Linked DNA regions of Mus musculus: region 1 is linked to region 2. Evidence: chromatin contacts called from public HiChIP or PLAC-seq data. All regions are on one chromosome and are shown on one strand. The core of a region is the stretch at or near the end of the contact, and the rest is flanking DNA. Distances in the headings are between cores, read along the strand shown.

Region 1 (3,752 bases), core at 402-2,901, 59 kb before region 2:
TTCATTCATCAAAAATCCTCCACTACCATTCCAGTTCCTAAATCCCCTGAATCACATACATAATAACCCAGCATGCCCACCTCAGCTTCCTCTAGGCTGGGCTGGGGTAGACTTGGCATGCTAGCCGTAAACTGGAAATCCAAATGCTTCCCTGGACAATGAAATCACTATGACCTTGGACAAGCTGCTTCATATCTCTTCAGATCTCTTTGATGGAGGGGAAACAGGCAGCTCTAACCTTCTCTTACCCAGCCTGCCCATGGATTCAGAGCCACGACATTTTTCAGCACTTCTTGTGCTTGGGTACAACTCAGGCCTTGTCTTGGGCAAGGTAAGTCCACTGTGATGGATAACAGTCTAGCAAGTGCTAGGCCCATTAGGGCCATCCTTACTCCCGTGTTAGCCTTAGTCTGCTCACCGGAGCTGGGAAGAATAAGGAGATGAGCTGAGGAAAAGAGAGATAAAGAGGGTCTGCACTCACTGGCATCCTGGGTAGAAAGGACCAGGCTGGCTCTGAGGAAAAGTGAGGAGGCCCTAGGAAGGGGTTTCCAGTTTCAAGGCTGGAGCCTGAGACTTGGTAAAAAACTAACAGAAAGGGCACAGGCTAAGTACAAGAGAAGTAGGCCCCACCCCTAGACAAGCCTCTGCCACTCCCAAAGCCACCACCACACAGCCCCCACGGGGGAGAGCTGGGCGCTCCACTCCACACTAATGACCTTTGCCTTAAAAAAACAGCAGCTCTAGTCTGACCCACTTTTCGCAATAAGGCAGGTTAATGATCAAGTTCAGGCACAAACACCTCCCCCTGACAAACAGCTAGGCTTTGCCCACACACAGGCAGGACCCCAAACCCCTGATCAAGTGGAGGCCAGTAACTAAAAGAATTGAGACCACAGCCTGATGACTTGGGGTTAAGCCCTTGTCTCTAAGAATGTACCAGAGACAACCCACCCCAATAACACACACACACACACACCCCAACTTGCGCTCTTCCCATAGTCCAAGTTTGGGCAGCTCCAAACTGAGCCTCACTCACAGTGCTGCAGCTCTGCCGCACAGGAACGTCTAGGACAAGAGAACCAGAAGGTGGCAGGGCCGCAAGTGTCACTGCCCCCAGCCCCAAGAGCTCCCCAAGCAGGGGCGCGGAGGGGGTGGGGCCGCCGATTCCATCGGTCTGCGGCGGCGGCGCACCCTGAAACCAAACCGCGTGTGCGCGCACGTGTCCCCGCGATCTTGCGCGAGTGTGTCCGCCGTGGATGCCCTTCCACGGTCCCCACGTGCGAAGTCCAGGCCGTAGCCGGGGGTGCCACTGAAGGTGACCTTCAGGGCGGGGGCGGCCCAGTGCACCGCCCACACTGACGCGGAGGGAAGACGGTTGTTCCCACCGAGTCCCGAGCCCTCCGGCCGGACTCGGCCCGGGCTCTAGCCCAGCTGTCCCTGCCCCCGGCCCACTCACTCACCAGCCGCGTTCGGCCGCCCCTTGCCGCCGGCCTGCGAGCCGTGCTCCCGGGCGCTGTCGGCCGGGGCGGCCGCCGGCAACTCGTCCGTCTTGATGACCATGGCGGGAGCAGGCGTCCGGCTCGCCTGTCCGCGCCGCACGCCGCGCCACTAACCCAAGTGCCCTGCGCGCCACGGCCGCTGCGGGAAGGACGGAGTCACCGGCCCACGTGGTGCGCGCTTTAGCCTTTGACCCCGCCGCCGCTCCCCTACCCCGCCCTCGCGCCCGGCCTGCCCACGGCAGACGACGAGGGACAAAACACCGAGCACTCCGTAGTCAGTTCACAGATTCAGTGACTCTTTCAAAGCCTTAAAGGCAACGCGTCCGGGCTCAAAGGGGAGAGGCCTCGGCCCCCTGGTGAGGCGGGGCTTCCGGGAGACGTTTCCTAGGTTCGCCGCCCGTTGGGCGGGCGCCGTGACCTTGGGTGGAGACTTGTCTAGGACTGCCTTCGCTCCCTATTCCCCCTCCCCCAATGACCCTCTGCTTCTTATTGAGCATCTGCCAAAAGACCGCGTCGTTCTAAAGCAGCTTTGTTATCACGACCCTCTGTATCCTCCTCACCGAGTGGGCTCTTTCCTACTGAAGGGAAGGGTCTAGAGTGTATTTGGATTATTGAGGAAGATCGCTTCTAGGCCTTTTGGCTAAGATCAAGTGTGGATTATTGAGGAAGGTGTGCAGGTTGCAAATATGCATAAAGTGTCAGAAACAGACTATGAAAACTTGGACTCAGCACCATGGGCTCCTCCCCTATCTGTGTAAAACACACACACACTCACTCACTTCCAGGCCACTATCTTGGTTTACAGTGAAGGACAATGAGGGCCAAAGTCACAGAACAAGTTCAGATTTAGACCAATAAATAGATCCTTACTATAGTTGTTATCTATTTTTCAGTTCTTTTGGTTGGGTGGGGAATAAGGAGTGAGGTCCATGATTGCTGGGGGAGGGGGGGTACTTTTCTTGTGTGTGCCCTACTGAGTATTAAATTCAGGACCTCTGGCATGGTAAAGGTGTCTACTGCTGAGAGACAACCCTAGTCTCAGGTGATATTGAAACCAGGTCTATCCAGACAGTTATGTTCAGGCAGAGAGGGGACAGGGTAAGCCTTCCATGCACAGGTGGAAAAGCCCTTTGTGAAACACTAAACACAGTCTTTACACTTGCTAGGATTTAATGGACCCTGGCAATCTGAGGCTGAGATGGGAGCGGTCTACATACACCCTTGTATACATTGCAAAGGAAAGTTAAATCTGCTTTCCTTTTAGAGATCTAGTGTGACCACAAGGGCCTGCAATCCCAGTTCTTGATAGGTAAAGGCTGGAGGACCTGAATTTGGAGACCAGCTTGGGCTACATAGTAACACACTGTCAGAATAGAATACATAGGAAGTTCAGTTTGCCCCTAGAGCACATGTGATGATGAGAACTGAAGCCAAAAGAAGAAGGAACCCTCCATTGAAGGGAGAGGGAGGAGAGAAATGTATGTGTCAGAAAGATCCTCTTGACTGTTATGTGAGGGCAAAGGAGAACTGAGCAGGACTAAGGAGAAGTGATTTCAGGCTATTGCACAAGGAAGTTGGAAGAATGACCAAGACCTTATTGCTGGGTGCACATAGAAATCAGGCAGCAGGAACCTGGCTCAGTGTTTCCATCCGTCATCCCAGCACTCAGAAGGCAAGGAGAGAATATAAAGGGTTTAAGGTTAGCCTGGGCTTCCTGGCTAGACCCAGTCTCAAGAAAACACACAACAAACAAACAGACAAACAAACAAACAAACAAAAGGCAGGCAAGCAAGGTGTGTGTGGACCTGACATCGAAGTGGACTGGAAGTCAGTCCCTAGGAACCCGTACCTGTCTCTTGTAGTGAACTTGAGCAAATCACTATCATCTTGCTGAATCTCAGGTGTTTTGCTGTGTGTAGATACATGTTTGTGTGTTCTTGCCTTTACTACATTTTTATTGTGTGTGTGTGTGTGTGTGTGTGTGTGTGTGTGTGTGTGTGTGTGAGTGAGTGCATGTCCTTCACCTCACCTTATTTCTTAAAGTAAGGTCTCTCTCACACTCTCACTGAACTTGGAGCTCAGCAGTTAGCTAAGCTGGCTGGCTAGCTAACAAATCTGAGGAATTCTCCAGTTTCCATCTTGGGTGCTGGAATTGTAGGGGACTATCCTTATGCCTGGCTTTGTACTTTACTAACTGAGCCCTGTGCTTTTGTTTTTACTTTTAATTATATGTATGTATATATGGCATGTACG
Region 2 (4,004 bases), core at 1,275-3,774:
TGTTCAGATGCTCAACGTACAATGGGGCCGTATTCCACCAGATTCACCGTAAGGTGAAAATATTAAGTGCGTTTAACATAACAACGGGTCTACTGAACATTAACTACAGCTTAGCCTACTTTACAATACCGTGTTGATTATGTCCAGTAACTATCAATATCTGTTTTCCAAAGATGCTGGCAGCCCTGTGCATGTAGTATCAGCTGTTTACCCTTGTGAAGTGTAGCTGAGAGTTGGAGCTCATGGCTGCTGTCCAGCATCTCTGGAGAGTTTCTATGGCAGACCTCCAGCCTGGAGAAAGACCAAAAGTCTTCTTCCTTTCACACAATCCCAAAGTCAACAACTTGTAATTAAAGCCATTTTAAGTCTGGGAGGTCTGTTATTATTAGCATTTATTTATTTGTATTTTATGTGTATGAGTATACCTCATATGCATGCACCATGTGTTTGTTTGATTGGTGCTGGTGGAGGCTAGAAGAGGGGGTCAGGTCCCTTGGAACTGGAGTTACATGGATCCCACATGGGTGCTGGGAACCAAACCGAGGTTCTCTGCAAAAGCAGCCAGTGCTCTAAGCTATTAAGTCACCCCCACCCCCCCCCCCACCAAGGTCTCATTAGGTACTCCTGCTGACCTGGAATTCACTATGTAGACCAAGCTGGCCTTGAACTTGAGATTTGTGTTCTCCTGAGTGCTGGGATTAAAGGCCTCTAAGACATCTTCATAGGAAAACACAGAAAACACAGTACATTTAGAGTTTGGTACTGAACTTGGTTTCAGGAGTCACTGGGACTGAGGGCTTGTAATATTTCTGGAGGATAGAGGGATGACTGTGGATAGTATGACAGGGGTAAGGTAAAATCAAAGCTGGCCTCTAATCCTGTCTGCACCCAGGCACCTGAGCAAGGCAAATGGCTTCCTGAAGGGTTCTGACTCGGTGGCTTGTTTCAGACACTGACCAAAGTAAGCACTCATCTTTTTCTTTTTCTTTCTTTCTTTTTTGTTGTAGTTTTTTATTTTCAATTTTATTATTCTTTAAGACATACATTTATGGTGTGTGTGTCTGTGTGTGTAATGGTATGCATGTGCGTCATGGCACGCCTGAGTAGTTCTGAGGACAACATTCAGGACTCAATTCTCTCCTTGCACCACGTGTGTCCTGAGCATCAAACTCAGGTGGTTAGGGTTAGCTTGGACTTCCTGAACTGTCTCTGCTGACCAGCCCTGGAATCTTGGGGTTCAAGTGCTCAGGATAGGATCCAAAGGGAAGGAGATGTTCTCTCTATTGTAAAGCTGTCTGTCTGTTGGTTCCGTGGGCACTTGACAGCTCCTTTCCCCTACTGGATCCCAAGCCAGAACCTCCAATGCCCGGTACTTAGCATTTCAGGATCCAGACTGTGGTCTGTCCACCGTCCCTGCCTTCCTTACTTCCTTCTAACACTGAGCATTGTGACTGTGCTCTGGGCCAGGTTCTGGGGTTAGAGTGGTCCAGGCAAGGGTTCTGCCTGACATAGGACACACACTGGAGTGTGAAAGGCCAACCATCAGTATGCAAACATGGAGATAGTTTGTCAAGCCGATAAGATTGCTCAGAAGTCTAAAATAGGGCACGCAGATAAGTGACTTGCATGGAAAGAGGTCTTGGACCACACAAAGGGGCAGCCATACAGAGACCGTGGTGATGAGAGCGTTAGCTAGGGGAGGGGAGCGCAGGACACCGATGTAAGACTATATCTCTGCAAAGAAAACAGTAAGTGTGAGGTATGTTCTAGACGCAGAACATCGTGGCCAGAACAGAATGAGCTATGTCCAACGGTTAGGACTGAGGAAGATTTCCGTGCAAATAAAAGATGTTTTCGGGCTTAAGCTGCCGGAGTGCTGCCTCCAGGGAATGAGCTTCCCATTAATGGAGGCGCATCAGAGGCTGCCTGCTGTGGGGGTTACGGAGAATGTCTGGAACATCGGTCCCTCAACATCTTCAAGTTCAGGAGCATCTTTGGTTTGGTGGAAGATGGGATGGAGTCTTCGGAGGGAATGAATCAAAGCTGTAGGTTGTCGCGTCCCAGTCAGGGGTCAGCGTCAGGGTTTTCGGCAGTCCCTGATCTCCTACTTCCAAGTTCCAATAGCACACTTTCAGGAGAGTCCCACCAGGAATCCAGGAATCTTTCAGCTTCTCAGTCCCCCAGTGTCGTGCGCCCTATGATTCAGGAACCTTTGCGGGCAGGTGGGCTTCTCCCTTCATTCTCTGGGATCCCCAGGACCTGCCCCACCCTGCGCCTTTGTTCAGGAGGAGCCGCCCCGGGGCAATACCCTGACAGCGCGGACACGAGCATCCCTCAGGGCGTTCGACGATTAGTACCGCCGTATCCCAAACCCAGCCCGGTCTCCCGCTGCTGCGCGGTGGGCGCCGCTGGGACCCAGCTCCGAAAAGCCCCGAGGGACGGGAGTGCGGGATCTAGCGGACTAGGGCAGAGACTGCGTGTGCGCGCTCCGTAGGCCGGGGGCGCGCCCGCCAGGTGTGCGAGCGGCCGCCGGCGGGTGGCAGGGCGCAGCTTTGTGCCGGCCGGTGTGCGCGTGTGCGCGCCGCGGTGACGGTGCACGCGGCTGGGCGGGCTGCGAGGGAACCCCGCGTTGAGGAGGAGGGGGCTCGGTCCTGATGGAGAGCTGTGGGCGCCGCGCCGACCAGCGCGCGCGTTGGGTGAGCCGGCAGGACTGACTATTGACATTCTGTCCACGTCGGGAGTGTGGGAAGGTCAGTGGCTCTGGGCTAGGTTGTAATTTCACAGCCGGCGTGCATCTGGACGCGAGTCCTGGGTGTGACTGAGCGTGGAATTGGAGAGGATGCTGTGAGAGTGGATGTGTGTGTTGGCAAAGCACTGATGGCCCCGGTGAGCTCCGCGCGCCCATCGCACCAAGCAGTTGGGCTCACTGGGAGGTAGGGTGACAGTCCACAGAAATCCCTGCCGGGTGCGCGGATGCGACACAGCATACACACCATGAAGAGGGGCGTGTGTGTGTGTGTGTGTGTGTGTGTGTGTGTGTGTGTGCGCGGGCTCGCGCGCGCGTGTGTGTGCATGTGATGTTGGTCAGCTCCCTGTTGGAGTCTGGTGAAAGACGCTGACCGAGATGGAGGTCAGACGTGGGTGTTTACAGGTGGCAGTAAAGGAAAGAAGCCAGGAACCCCAAGAGGATGCTGAAGCTAGGCTGCTAGGTTGGGGAGGGAGGACTTGTTTTTATTGGCAAGATCAGAAGCCCCAGCCTGTCTGTCCCCAAGCCAGCTTGTGCCTGTTCCAGGGAGAGGCAGTAGAATTGGAGTAATCGGTCCAGAGACTTTCATGGACCTGCGGGGCAAGGCCAGCTTTGCAGCCTGATGCTCATTTCTAGAGGCCTTGGGTGGGTGTGGCAGTGACAGTCAAGGGTGGGGGTCCTGTTTACAGGACAGAGGGACTCTATAGATTGCACTTTGGTTTTGCCTATACTTGTTATGTCTGACTTGGGAGCTGGTAAGGGGCACACTGCTTTCCGCTGTAGCTTTCTTTCACCCTTACTGAATCTGAAGGGCATTTACATGTTACCAGGGTTTGTGCTCGAAATTCATGGATCAGCCTCTGAATGGCTCCCATCAGGGTCGCCTCTAAAGGTATTACTAGAATTGTCCTGGACCTGTATCAGGGCATGCTATCCTTTGAGCCTCATAGGTCTCAGTTTCCCTTGGTGAAGAAAGCTCTCATCCCCTCTGCTCCTCCTGCTGTGGGCGAAGAATAAACAGAAAAGCTTGCACAGCTACCTGGAGGCTGGGAGTGACTCAGGGCCTGTGAGGTCTTGGGCAGTGATTTCCCTCAGGACTTGGGAGAGGTTGTGCATCACCTACCTCTAAGCAAGGGTTCTGGGCTGCCCAGCACTAAGGGTGGGTAACTGCTGGATGTGTCTGCTCAGGTGTCTGGAAGCTGACTCAGGCCCCTCCTCCCTCACTAGATGCTAAGGAGCAGGGGAAGGTTGGGGCCTG

Evidence for each region. HiChIP or PLAC-seq counts read pairs in DNA pulled down with a chosen protein or histone mark.
Region 1: an H3K4me3 HiChIP or PLAC-seq map of embryonic stem cells shows a contact between it and region 2, with 34 read pairs. The contact joins the promoter of Cluh here to the promoter of Rap1gap2 in region 2. A contact is called at or near these places in 3 of 484 Hi-C or Micro-C datasets (the G1E-ER4 cell line and embryonic stem cells), 5 of 115 datasets of contacts at active chromatin or transcription factors (embryonic stem cells and pancreatic cancer cells) and 1 of 9 other capture datasets (pancreatic islet).

The regions. Positions count from the first base shown.
Region 1 is chr11:74,647,403-74,651,154 of GRCm38.p6, reverse strand. It overlaps Cluh (clustered mitochondria (cluA/CLU1) homolog), which reads right to left and starts at 1,651. Exons shown (of 26, transcript NM_001081158.3): 1 at 1,461-1,651. The coding sequence starts at 1,560.
Region 2 is chr11:74,588,706-74,592,709 of GRCm38.p6, reverse strand. It overlaps Rap1gap2 (RAP1 GTPase activating protein 2), which reads left to right and starts at 2,524. Exons shown (of 25, transcript NM_001015046.3): 1 at 2,524-2,750.